Linked DNA regions of Macaca mulatta: region 2 is linked to region 1. A link is a contact called in public Hi-C data. All regions are on one chromosome and are shown on one strand. Each heading gives the region's core, a stretch centred on a gene start, on an enhancer-like site or on the middle of the called end of the contact. The rest is flanking DNA. Distances are from core to core; before and after follow the strand shown. Region 1 holds the start of EPS8L2 (EPS8 signaling adaptor L2). Region 2 holds the start of PNPLA2 (patatin like phospholipase domain containing 2).

Region 1 (6,548 bases), core at 2,447-4,946:
ACTGCAAGCTCCACCTCCCAGGTTCACAGAAGTCTCCTGCCTCAGCCTCCCGAGTAGCTGGGACTACAGGCGCCCGCCACTACACCCGGCTAATTTTTTGTATGTTTAGTAGAGACAGGGTTTCACCATGTTAGCCAGGATGGTGTCGATCTCCTGACCTCGTGGTCTGCCCGCCTCAGCCTCCCAAAGTGCTGGGATTATACAGGTGTGAGCCACCATGCCCGGCTGGAAACAAGGTTTCACTGTGTTGCCCTGGCTGGTCTTGAACTCCTGGGCTCAAGCAGTCTGCCCACGTTGGCCTTCCAAAGTGCCTGACCTCACTCCCCTTTTTTTAACCACACAGTTTGTTCAAGGATATATTCTTGTACAAGATTCAAGGGGTGCAGAAGTAAAACATGGAAATTTGCCCTCCCCAGAGCTCACTTCTGTGGCCAGTGGGGTGCAGGCTTCCAGCCCTCTGCGTGCTCATGGTCATAACACGTGCACCTAAACACATGTGTTTGTGAAACATTGCCCTGCCGTGGGGAACGCAGTGGGCACTTCCAGGGCACTTTGCGCCTGCCAGGCTGGAATCTTGGACCCCTCTTGTTGACACACAGATATACCCCGATGCTCGATGTCCAGTGAGGAACCGAGGCTGCAGAGAAGGGTGGCCCCCACCGTTCCTCTTGTTACCAGGCCTCAGACACACTAGGAGGATGGAGGCGAGTTCTGTCAGTTGCCCATTCCACTGAGGGGTGCCCGGCCGTCAGTGTCTTGTCTGCACTTACAGATGGTCCTGGAGCCTCTACAGCTTGCCCCCCAGAGTGGGCACTGCTGGGAGGGTGCGAGCGCCACTGCTGCACGGAGGCCCGGTTCTTGGCCGGATCTTCAGGGGCTTGGGCCTGCCCCAAGGTGGTGGGGACAGGGTGTGGTCTGGCCCTGCTGGGGGCTGCTAGGCCAACTGGGACCCTCCCCAAGCGTGCCGCACACTGCAGGGTCTCCAGGCACCTCGGCTCAGCTAGTGCCTGACTCATTTGTTTGCTAAATACGCAGTTTTGTTTTTAATACATATCCATGAAATTTTCCAGAACTGGCCTTGGACCAGAGAAAAATATTTTGGGAATTTTTCAAAAAAATCCCTTCAGTTCCACTTGGAATTAGGAAAAGGTGGCAGATGCAGTTGAATCATTTTAGAAACCAAATTCACCCTCGCCCACACAGCCGACCCAGAAGACCCAGAGACAGATCACACTGGTTTTGCAGGGGCACTTGCCCCAGGAGGGGCTCACGCCCGTGCTGCACACGCTCTCTGGCTCTCCTGAGTTCTGGGTGGCCATGGGGGCTGTTTCCCTGGAATTCCCCAGGCCCCCGAGGAACGTAGGGCAAGGATCTGCTCTGGTCCCAGCAGCCTGCCAGGTACCTGCGGGCAGTGGGCTCTGGGGATCACCCTGCGCCACCTTCACTCCCCCTTTTGCTCTGTTCTCCAGGTACCAGGGGCAACCTGACAGAGGCTGAGAGGCCGCTGGCCGCCAGCCTGGCCCTCACGGCCGGCACCGCCCTCCTCTCTGCCTACTTCCTGCTTTGGCAGACCCTGGTGTTGTGGGCAGACTGGGCCCTCAGTGCCACACTCCTGGCCCTTCACGGCCTGGAGGCCGTCCTGCAGGTGGTTGCCATTGCAGCCTTCACCAGGTAGCTGCAGGCACCCAGAACACCCCACACTGGGGCCCTCCTCCTGGGCCCGACCAGTCCCCCAGCTGTCACTCCCATTCCTGGACAGGAAGGGCACTTTTCCTAGCGACTGGCCATAGATGGTTTCGGACGGCTCCATCTGTCCTGGCAGGGGTGGGAGCAGGAGCCAGAGCAGAACAAACTGCTGGAGGCCCTGGTGTTGGGAACAGCTGCAGGGAGGGTAGGGACCACACAGAACTGCCTTCAAGGTGAGTCCCGGGAGCGCACACTCAGCCCTGTCAGTGGGGTCTGGCTGCAGTAGCCAGGCCTCCATGGACCCCCATGGGCCCCCAGGGCTGAGAGGGAGGACAGAGCCCTTCAGAACAGAGGCCTCGTCTCACCGCCTCCCCCATCACCCCCTAGTTCCCTGATGGTCCTAATTTGTGCTCTGAGAGCCCAGTTTACTCCGTGGCCAGGCCCCACCTGTGTTTCCAAGTCCGGCTGGAGAAGCAGGATGGGGTAGGCCTTGTGCTTTGAGTGCCCCCAGCTCTGCCTCACAGGCAGGCAGTCCCCGGGGGCAAGAGTGCACTCTGGGTTCCCAAAGCAATAAATGCAAACAAGCCAACAGCTCTGGTGCTTGAGAATTTCCATCTCAGCCACACTCCTCCCTTTAGGGGCTTCGGAGGAGAGGTCAGGGCTGAGTCTGGGGATGGAACTGCAGGAGAGAGAGCAGCTGCGGGGCCCACATTCTGAGCCTCCGTCCACTCCAGTTTTAGCAACTTTTGCCTTTTGCACTGAGTGCTAAACAAATTCTAGCTCTGTGATTTTTTTCCCATTCCCAGATTTACTGTAAGTTCTCCTTAAAAAGTATCTAAGCTGTTATAGTAGCTTTCCCTTCATTTGGTTCTATTGTGTGTTCTCTATGTTTGGAATAATCACATCCTAATACCTAGATATTTTCTCTTCACTGCATTTTGTAAATAAAAGAGATGTGTATGTCTCCTTGAATTCTCCTAATTATGGCCACCTCCCCCACCCCATTGCCAGTTCTCCCACCCTTCAAGAGAGCACACCCTGCTTGCCAGCTGGTCAATTCCTGGCTGGCCTCGCCCTCGGGCCCTGGCTGCTGGGCGCCTTCCGTTCGGTGGACTCCTGAGGGCAGGAGGCTGCGGGGCTGTCCTGGGCCTCCACTGGGGCTCCCTCAGCTGGGGTGGCTATGGCACCCGGACAGACTTTCCTGCCTGTCTTCGTGGAAGCGATAGGAGCACCCGGTTGTCCTGGGCGGACTTGCTTTGACCTGCCTATCGCCCCCAGAGGCCACGGTGAGGACCTGCAGGCTGACCTGCAGGACAGCCCTCAGGACCCGCTTCCCACCCCTGCGCCCTTGCAGCAGAACCACACACGCCAGCGCCTGAGCGCCTTGGGCCCCGTCCCTCACCAGCGCCTGCACTGGCAGAGGACTGGCTGGGCATGCCTGCCATCTGAAGGACTCAGCCCATGAACCATGCAGACCAGGGAAGGGCCTCCTCCCCAAGGCTAGAGACCTGTTGCCTTCATGGTTAATGGATCCTGACACCTCCAGTCTCAGTGGGCACACAGGCAGTGGTCACCTGCTCCACAGGGAACGCATGGCTCCAGGTGGTCCGGAGTGGATGGGGCCTGAGAGACCAGCCTGTACCGTCTCCTGAGGGCAGGCTCTGCACTCACAATCGTGTTGACAGGCACCCATTCAGGAGTGGAGAGGGACGCCCCCACCTCGCCTGTGCCCTCCAGCGCCTGTTTCCCACTTGGCCACTCCCAGCTCTGCCTCCAGGGAGGGTGAGGGCAAGGGTGCACCGTGGGTTTGGTGTGTGTGACCCCTGAGCTCTGGGTCAGGGCAAGCTCATGCATGGAGCAGGATCTTGGCATGCAAACTGCAGGATCAAACTGCAAAGGCCGTAAACCAGGAAGCCAGGCCTTGCCCGGGCTCAGGGGCAGGCACTGGGCCCGAAGGAGGAGGGCCACTTCCTGCCACCCCTCTGCCGAGCTCACCTGTGGCACCTCCCCAGGAAGTGCTCTGGCCAGAGCAGGGTAAACACGCTAGCCCTGCCCCTCTGGGACCGGGGACCGGGGACCCAGACTCTTGGCCACACTCATTCCCACCCCCTCATTCCCACCCCTACCCAGGACGGCAGCCGGAGCCTTGGGTCCCTGCATGCGCCTGGGGTGCCTTGTGCCCCTTCACTTCCTCCTTGTCCAGTTTACTGCTGTGGCAGCCGGTGCTACCCGCTGTGTCCGCTGCACCCTGGCCTGTTCTGAGCGGTCAGAGCAGCTGGGCAGAAGGGCCATCCTGGGAGCCAGGTAGATGAGAACAGAACCAGACAGTCCCCCTGTGGTGGGCAGAGGGTGGGGCCTGGCCACGGGGCAGTGCAAGAAGAGGCATCCTGAGAGGGCCTCGGGTGTCCCCACCGCCCCCGACACCCAATCTCTCAGTGCCCAGGCTGGGCAGAAAAGGGGCCTTGGAGGAGCCCCTGCACTGTAAGGAAGGGAGGCCCCATCCCACTCCGGGAGCTCACAGCCCCAAGCCTAGGTCTGTGGCATGGTTGGGTCCTGCCTGACACCCACCCGCTCACCGAAGCCTCTACCCCAGCTTCCCCAGACCTGGGGCGGGCCCGCTAAGGAAAGCGACTCTGCCCCAGGCCTGGCGCACCTGAGGGGCGCACCTGGCTCGGCCAAGGCTCTGACCTCCCTAGGGCTGGAGCCCTCCCAGCATCACGCCAGCGCTGCCCCCGAAGTCCCATTGGCAGCGTCCCCCCGTGCCCCCCGGCCTGCTGGGGCGCAGCTAGGCCCTGTCCAAAGAAGAGCTCGAGGCCTCGTCCTGCTCATCCCGCGGAGGCGGCCCTGCGCCCCGCCTCTCCCCAGCGCCCCAGCTCCAGGTGGGTGTTGGGGAGGGCGGAGAGGGCTGGGGCTAGAGCCCAGGCGGGGCGGGGGCGGGGGCGGGGCGGAGCTGGGTCCGAGACCGGCGGGGGCGCCTCCATCCCACGCCCTCCTCCCCCGCGCGCCCGCCCGCTCGCTCTCTGGTGACTCCGCAACCTGTCGCTCAGGTTTCTCCTCTCCCAGCCCCGCCCCGGCCCGGCCCCGCCGAGCGTCCCAGCCGCCCGCGGGAGACCGGGAGCCGCGGCCGAGGCGCGAACAGACGGACGCACGGGTGAGCGCCGAGGGGACAGGCCGAGCGCAGGGCGCCCGGAGCAGGTGAGCGCAGCTGACGCGGGGGAGCGCGCCCCCCCGGGCCTCAGTTTCCCCAGTGGTGATGGGACGCGGGGCTTCTGGTTCCGGACACCGGGTCAGGCGTGGCGTCGCAGGGCGCGGAGCACTTGGAGGGCGGCTGGGCCGGGGACGCGGGGCAGGGGGCTGGGGTCCTGGCCGGGCCCCCGCCTCTCCTGGACGGGTCCTGCTGCAGCCCGGCCTGCCCACGTCGGTCCTGGGCGGCGGCTGGCAAGCAAGGATATTTTTAAGCCAGCGATGGGTGACTCACCCGCCCCGTCCTGCCCCTTCCCAGCTCTGGGGCTTGGTGGGGGCAATCCCTGCGTCCGGAGAGCGCAGGTGGTACGGAGGCTTCTCCCGCTTCTGTGGGCCGCAGGACCTTCCCGAGGTGAGCACCGCACGCCCACTCCCTGTGGGCCGGAGCCAAGAGGCACTTCCTGGGTGTCGGAGCCCAGAAGGAAGCCAGTGGCCTGGGAAGCACCAGCTGGGTCAGTCTCCAGGTCAGGGTCGGGGGTGGGAGTTTCAGGGGGTAGGGGAGGCTGGGACGGGGGCTGCAGAGGCCCTGCCAGGTGAGGCAGTAGGGTGGGCTGGCAGGAGCCTGTGGGCAGGCGAACTTCGGCCATCCTAGATTCCTGGTCCCTGGGTCCAGCTGCCTGGCGTTGCCCCTTGCTGTGGGGTGTCCCTGGTGGCAGGGGAGGGGGAGGCAGGGCCGGGCATGCCTGGACCTCTGTCCCCACCCACCCCGTGCCCAGTCCTGGGGAGGCAGGCCCAGCTGCTGACGGCCCCTCCCCTCGCGGCCCCTCCTCCCCTTGCTGCCCCTCCTTGGTCCCAGCCTCTCCTGGGCCTGCTTAGTACCCAGGCCTTGTTGGCACAGCGCTCCCACGGGGCCTCCTCTGCCTGCTTGGGTCTCCTTCCCTACCCTCAGCTTCCCCAGCTTATCCCTTTCTCCTTCAAGACGTAGCTTCCAAACCAGGACACGGCCAGGGCCTGAGGGGCACCCCCATTCCAGGGCCCCACCCGGCTCCCATGAGGGCAGCCTGGAGCCCCCATGACTCAGCTGACCCCTACCCAAGGTCACTCAGCATGTGGAGCTGGAATTTGAACTTGGAGCCTGTCTCTCTACCCTCTTGCCCTGCTGGGACCTCCTCCCCTCCACAGCCTGACTGACAAGGCACCCCGCTCTGCCCCACTTCACACCGGGAAAATGACCACAGTACAAAGTGCAGCCTGGGCCTCCAGGGCTTGGACCCCACCCCCAGTGGGCCAAAGAAGCTTCCCCAGGGGGGCGGGGCTCCCACGGGTCAGGAGGCAGCCCCATACCCAGGTGCTTCAGACCCAGACACCACACCTGGACCCACCCCACTGCAGCCCGGCCCTGCCTGGGCCTGAGGTCCCCCCCATACCCTGCAGGCAACCAAAGGACGAAGGACGGGAACCTAGCCTTCCCCAGGGGGTCGTGTGTCACAGCCCTCTGTGTTTGTGTGCCTGCAGGCCTGGGTGCGAGGGCGCATTGGTGTCTTGCCCAGGTGTGTGCCTGGACACACGTGCCTGGTGCCCTTGGTGAACCCCGCCAGGAATCCCATTAAGCAAACACTCAGGCTTGCCACTGAGCCCGTGAACATTCCAGACATTCTCCACGGAGAGACAGAGGAAGT
Region 2 (6,548 bases), core at 2,137-4,636, 110 kb after region 1:
ATATTTTTCTTTTTCTTTTTTTTTGAGACGGAGTCTTGCTCTGTCGCCCAGGCTGGAGTGCAGTGGTGTGATCTCAGCTCACTGAAAGCTCCGTCTCCCGGTTTCACGCCATTCTCCTGCCTCAGCCTCCTGAGTAGCTGGGACTACAGGCGCCCACCACCATGCCTGGCTAATTTTTTGTATTTTTAGTAGAGATGGGGTTTCACCGTGTTAGCAAGAATGGTCTCAATCTCCTGACCTCGTGATCCACCTGCCTCGGCCTCCCAAAGTGGTGGGATTACAAGCGTGAGCCACCGCGCCTGGCCTTTATTATTTTTTATTATTTATTTATTTGTTTGTTTGTTTGTTTTGAGATGGAGTCTTGCTCTGTTGTCCAGGCTGGAGTGCAGTGGCTGGATCTCGGCTCACTGTAAGCTCCACCTCCTGGGTTCACACCATTCTGCCTCAGCCTCCCTAGTAGCTGGAACTACAGCCGCCCACCACCATGCCTGGCTAATTTTTTGTATTTTTAGTACAGACGGGGTTTCACCGTATTAGCCAGGATGGTCTCAATCTCCTGACCTTGTGATTTGCCCGCCTTGGCCTCCCAGAGTACTGGGATTACAGGCGTGAGCCACCGCTCCTGGCACTTATTTTTACTTATTTATTTATTTATTTAAGATGGAGTCTCGCTCTGTCGCCCAGGCTGGAGTGCAGTGTCACCATCTACACTCACTGCAAGCTCCGCCTCTGGGGTTCACACCATTGTCCTGTCTCAGCCTCCTGAGTAAGTAGGACTACAGGCGCCTGCCACCACGCCTGGCTAATTTTTTTTTTTTTTTTTTTTTTTTTTTTTTGTATTTTTAGTAGGGACAGGGTTTCACCATGTTAGCCAGGATGGTCTCCATCTCCTGACCTCGTGATCCACTCACCTCAGCCTCCCAAAGTGCTGGGATTACAGGCGTGAGCCACCGTGCCCGGCCTATTTTTTAATTTTGTTGTAGGGATGGAATCAAGCTATGTTGCCTAGGCTGGTCTCAAATTCCTGGACTCAAGCAATCCCCCCACCTCAGCCTCCCAGAGTGCTGGGAATATAGGTGTGAGCCACTGCGCCCTGCCTAGGAGTCTCTTCAAGTCAAGTATGGTCACGTCCTCCCTGCTTGACCCTCTCCCACCTGGGGCTCAGTTACTCTCTCCCCCTCACTCCCCCACAATCTTCCCCTGTCCTGGTCGGCTGCCTGGAGGGCCTACAGCCCTGTCTGCTCATTTACCCTTCAAAGTTCAACTTATCCTCGCTTCCCACAGGGGAGCACTCCAGAACCCCTGAGGTGCCCCACGCGACCTCCTCTCACTCATTTTTCAATTTTTTTTTTTTCCTGAGATGGAGCAGGCTGGAGTGCAGTGGCACGATCTGGGCTCACTGCAAGCTCCGCCTCCCGGGTTCATGCCATTCTCCTGCCTCAGTCTCCCAAGTAGCTGGGACTACAGGCGTCTGCCACCATGCCCAACTAATTTTTTATATTTTTTTAGTAGAGATGGGGTTTCACCATGTTAGCTGGGATGGTCTCTATCTCTTGACCTCGTGATCTGCCCAGCTCGGCCTCCCAAAGTGCTGGGATTACAGGCATGAGCCACAGTGCCTGGCGTTTTTTTTTGTTTTGTTTTGTTTTGTTTTTGAGAAGTCATGCTCTGTCACCTGGCCAGGCTGGAGTGCGGTGGCACCATCTCAGCTCACTGCAACCTCTGCCTCCCAGGTTCAAGCGATTCTCCTGCCTTAGCCTCCCGAGTAGCTAGGACTACAGGCATGTGCTACCACGCCCGGCTAATTTTTGTATTTTCAGTACAGAGGGGGTTTTGCCATGTTGGCCTGGCTGGTCTCGAACTCCTGACCTCAGGTGATCAGCCCACCTTGGCCTTCCAAAGTGTTGGGATTACATGCGTGGGCCACCACGGCGCCCAGCCTCTTTTTTTTCTTTTTTTTGGGGTGGAGGGAGCCTGGCTCTGAAGCCTAGGCTGGAGTGCAGTAGTGCAATCTCAGCTCGCTGCAACCTCCGCCTCCCAGGTTCAGGTGATTCTCCCACCTCAGCCTCCCAGGTAGCTTGGATTACAGGCGTATGCCACCCTGACCGGCTAATATTTGTATTTTTAGTACAGACAGGGTTTCACCAGCCAGGGCGGTCTCAAACTCCCGACTTTCTGTAATGCGCCCGTCGCGGCCTCCCCAAGTGCTGGGATTACAGGTGTGAGCCTCCGTGCCCGGCCTCCTCTCATTTTCAGCCTATGTAGACGCCTACCGGCCCCCAGTAGGGCTGGGGCAGGGTTGACTTTCCACTGCTCTCTGGGATGTCTGGGAGCATGGAGGCTGAGGACTGGGCAGCATCCCCCTACATCGCCCCATTCTGGGAAGGCCCTGCTCTGGCTTCTCTAACTCAGCTTGGGTTGGGGGCAGCCCCAAGCCCCATCCCAGACCCTCTGCAGCCCTGACAACAGCTAGGGCCAGAGATGACCTCAGCCTGGAGAGCCAGTGTTCCTGGGGAGACAGAATCTCATTGCCTCCCACCCCAACCTAAGAGAACCTCTCCTTTGGGGGTGGGGTGAGGTTCAGGGACAGATCCTGGATCCACACCAAGCCCGGCTTGCACCACTGACAAGGAGAAAAATGCGGAAAAGGGACGGAAGGGTGACATCACCCAGGATTGCTCTACCTCTGGGGCAATTATCGGGGGGCGGGGCGGCCCCAGTCAGACGCGCACAGCCCCAAAGCCTGAACAGGCAGGGCGGGACCCAGGTACAGACCCAGGTAAGAGGCCAAGGTCCGGAGGGGTCGCGGGCGCGGGACAAGGCTGAGGCCCCACGTCAGGGCGCGTGGGTCTGCGGAGCTGGGGTCCCCCACGAAGGATTTGCGGGACTAGCATCCCGCCTTGGATGTTTATGGGTCCGTCTGTGGGTGAGCCAGTGGGTCCTGGGACTCCCGAGGCCTGTGCGGCTTTCAGGTCTGGGGTGCTGCCGGTGAGTCTCTGTCCAGGGACCAGCTCCTCTGTCCCGGGTGGGTGTGGGAGGCGGACCTGGTGGGGAAGGGCGGCGGCTGCCCTGAAACCAGAGCCCCCTCTCGCGGGTACCCAGGTCTGTGTGAGGCTTCCAGCCCCCAGGCTTGGGGGCCTGCGCCCGGCCCACCCGGCTCCCGTAGGCGCGTGCCCCCAGCCGTGCCCAGCAGGGGCGGAGGGAGGGCGGGAGGCTTCGCTGGGCGGCAGCGGGGGGCGGGGCTCCAGCGCGGGGGGGCGGGTCAGGGACGGGGGCGGGGCCCGAAGGCACGGCCGTTCCCCGCGCGCCCCGATTGGTCTTCGTGTGCCGGCCCCGCCCCCGCCGTGAGTTCACACTTAAAAGCGCCGCCTCTGCGCCGCTCGCGTAGCTTCTTCGCCTCCGCCAGCGGGGACCCGCGCTAGAGCCGCAGCTGGACCCGCCCGGCCCCCGGCTCCCGGTCCCCGGCTCCCGGCTCCCGGCTCCAGCGAGCGAACGGCGAGCGGCGAGCAAGCGGCGCAGAGAGGCCCGGCCGCCCGCGGAGCCCGGAGCCCGGCGGCCGCCGCCGCGATGTTTCCCCGGGAGAAGACGTGGAACATCTCGTTCGCGGGCTGCGGCTTCCTCGGCGTCTACTACGTCGGCGTGGCCTCCTGCCTCCGCGAGCACGCGCCCTTCCTGGTGGCCAACGCCACGCACATCTATGGCGCCTCGGCCGGGGCGCTCACGGCCACGGCTCTGGTCACCGGGGTCTGCCTGGGTGAGCGGGGCCGGGGGCGGCAGGCGGGGCTGGCGGGAAGGCCGCGCGGGGCCGGGGGATGGTCTCGGTGAACGGAGGGGCCCCGCGGCGAGCCGGTGGGTACCGTGGGGAGGGCTCCTGTCCGCGCCTAGGGAACCCGGCGAGGATCCAATCCGGGTCGCTGGCCCGGGGGCGGGGCCTGGTTTGTTTTGCTCCGAGGGTGCCCGGGGCCCGCCTCTCGGGCGCAAAGGTTGGGGGACGGGCAGGTGCAGCAGAAGCTGCTTAATTGGACAGAGAAAGTAACTCGTGGGCGGGACCGTGAGAATCCAAGGAGGCACCTAAGTCACCCCGTGGCCCTGGATATTACACCCTGTGCCAGCGGTCGGTCACAGTGTCCTGGGCCTCTGCAAATTCCAGGCTGCTATCAGGGGGCCTGGCATGGGGGTGGCCTCTGAGAGGCGTCTGGGAACCGTGACCTGGTCCTTTCCAAGGGCCCGGAGGAGGAGCCCCGCTGAGGTCAGGGCTGGGCGCGAAGGGGCTCTTCTGCCCTCTCCTTGCACATGGTGCCCTGTGGCCTGGCTCCCCGCTGAGGCCCACCGCGTTTGCACACTTCATGGTGAGGGTGCTTCTGGGCTCTGGTGCCTGTGGTCAGGAGTGGATGGGTCTCTGTGTGCTGGGCTGGCCTCGGCTCGCACTATCGGCTGCCATGAAGGAGCAGCATTTACAGCACATAACTTCAGGAGTCCTGGGAACTGCTGCCCAGCTCCTAGCCTGTGAGGACACCCGAAATGACAGGCACCCTGCTCAGCAGGAGCTTGTCCGGGGTTCACCCCTGCCCTCTTCCTCTGAACTTTGTCCTGGGAGGGAGGGGGCTGGACCACAGAAGTGAACCCCCCAGGTCCGAATAACTACAGCTGTTATTGGAGGCCTTCAGACAAGCGCCTCAGTCGGCCCCCTGGCTTCAGGACACATCAAGGTCCCTGCTGCCCCAGCCAAGGACACTTCTCCCATAGCTTCCCCACCCTGCTCCCAACAAGACTCCTTCTCACGGGTGGTCTTGCACAGCTGGAGCCCATAGTGCAGCAGGTGCTGTCTGAGGAGCTCCTGCCTCCACACTGCCCCACTCCTGACAAGAGTGATGCACTGGAGGAGGGGCTTGGACCTCAGCTCTTCCCACAACGCTCCAGACCACTTCCAGGGACTAGCCCCAAGCTGGCCAGCACCCTTGGGCCCAAAAGGAGTGTTTGGGGTGCTTCCTCTTGGCTGCAGTGGGACACAGGTGTGCCTTCTTAGGAACTGGGTCCTGACTACTTCCAGCCCAACACGCCCGGGCCTGTGAACTGTGACCTGTGTGCCGGGCTGGGCTTTGTGGGTCTGCCCCATCCCCCCACTGCTGAATCTGGCCAAGTGGGTGAAGGCTAAGGCTGGTCAGAGTTGAGTCTCTGCCTTGTCCCCACTCCTGGGCTAGATGCCACACCAGGCCCAGTGACTCATGGGGACAGACAGTTGGGAAATACCAGGCAGAGGGCAGGTCCTGGTCTCAGCTGGCCAGCCTCAGCTGTCTGCCATCTCAGGGAAGGTGGCCAAAGTCCCAACTATAAGCCAGGTCCCACATGCACTGGGCCTCCTCCAGGGTCTGTATGCCATGGAACCCTGGACATGGGGCTATGAAGGAAGGTGGGTTGCAAAGCCCAGGAGCACGGGCCCCTAACCTTGGCCCTGTGCCCCAGGTGAGGCTGGTGCCAAGTTCATTGAGGTATCTAAAGAGGCCCGGAAGCGGTTCCTGGGCCCCCTGCACCCCTCCTTCAACCTGGTAAAGATCATCCGCAGTTTCCTGCTGAAGGTTCTGCCAGCTGATAGCCATGAGCATGCCAGTGGGCGCCTGGGCATCTCCCTGACCCGCGTGTCGGACGGCGAGAATGTCATTATATCCCACTTCAACTCCAAGGACGAGCTCATCCAGGTGGGGCCTGGTGGAGCCATGCTTGGGGGTGGGCACAGTGTGAACCTCAAGGACCCTGCTCACTCTCTCCCACTCTGTCCCTGTCCTGAAGGCCAATGTCTGCAGCGGTTTCATCCCCGTGTACTGTGGGCTCATCCCTCCCTCCCTCCAGGGGGTGGTGAGTATCCCTAGCCCTGGGCACCTTCCATGAGGTGGGCCGTGGGATGAGGGACAGAGGGGGAGGCCGCCGAGAGCCATCCTTCAGGCCCTTGCCCTGCCACTGCCTGTTACCCCACTTCCCCTGTGTTACTCAAGAAGCAGCCATGGCGATGCACGCTTCCTGCCCTGCCCCCCGCCATCCCTTCCTCTGTCCCTGCCCTCCCCCGTCTGCCATCTGCTCAGTGCCCAAGCTGGCCCACAGTCAATGCCCAGTGGGTAAAATGCCCAAATGAAATAGCCACTGAATGGGGCCCTTGGTGGCCGCGTGGGGTGGCGGTGGGTGGGGGGAGCTGGCCAGTGCAGCCGCAGGCCCTCATGTACAGTCCTGTCTGTGTGTCCCATGGAAGCGCTATGTGGATGGTGGCATTTCGGACAACCTGCCACTCTATGAGCTTAAGAACACCATCACAGTGTCCCCTTTCTCGGGCGAGAGTGACATCTGTCCACAGGACAGCTCCACCAACATCCACGAGCTGCGAGTCACCAACACCAGCATCCAGTTCAACCTTCGCAACCTCTACCGCCTCTCCAAGGCCCTCTTCCCGCCTGAGCCCCTGGTGAGCTCTGCTCCGGGGACTGTGGCCTTCCCAGCCACTCCTCACTGAGCACCAAGGGAGAACACTGCTCTTTTGACTTCTGAGTGCCCAGGGTAGG

The links. A called contact is a pair of places that touch in the nucleus more often than the background predicts.
Region 2: a Hi-C map of liver shows a contact between it and region 1, with 3 times the contacts expected there. The contact joins the promoter of PNPLA2 here to the promoter of EPS8L2 in region 1. A contact is called at or near these places in 2 of 14 Hi-C or Micro-C datasets (fetal cortex germinal zone and liver).

Annotation. Positions count from the first base shown.
Region 1 is chr14:601,138-607,685 of T2T-MMU8v2.0, forward strand. It overlaps EPS8L2 (EPS8 signaling adaptor L2), which reads left to right and starts at 3,697. Exons shown (of 25, transcript XM_077961555.1): 1 at 3,697-3,720; 2 at 3,817-3,990; 3 at 4,280-4,565; 4 at 4,734-4,881; 5 at 5,270-5,393. TMEM80 (transmembrane protein 80) reads left to right here. Exons shown (of 3, transcript XM_077961634.1): 3 at 1,470-2,652. The coding sequence ends at 1,675.
Region 2 is chr14:711,143-717,690 of T2T-MMU8v2.0, forward strand. It overlaps PNPLA2 (patatin like phospholipase domain containing 2), which reads left to right and starts at 3,387. Exons shown (of 9, transcript XM_015113281.3): 1 at 3,387-3,754; 2 at 5,464-5,696; 3 at 5,788-5,853; 4 at 6,242-6,451. The coding sequence starts at 3,568.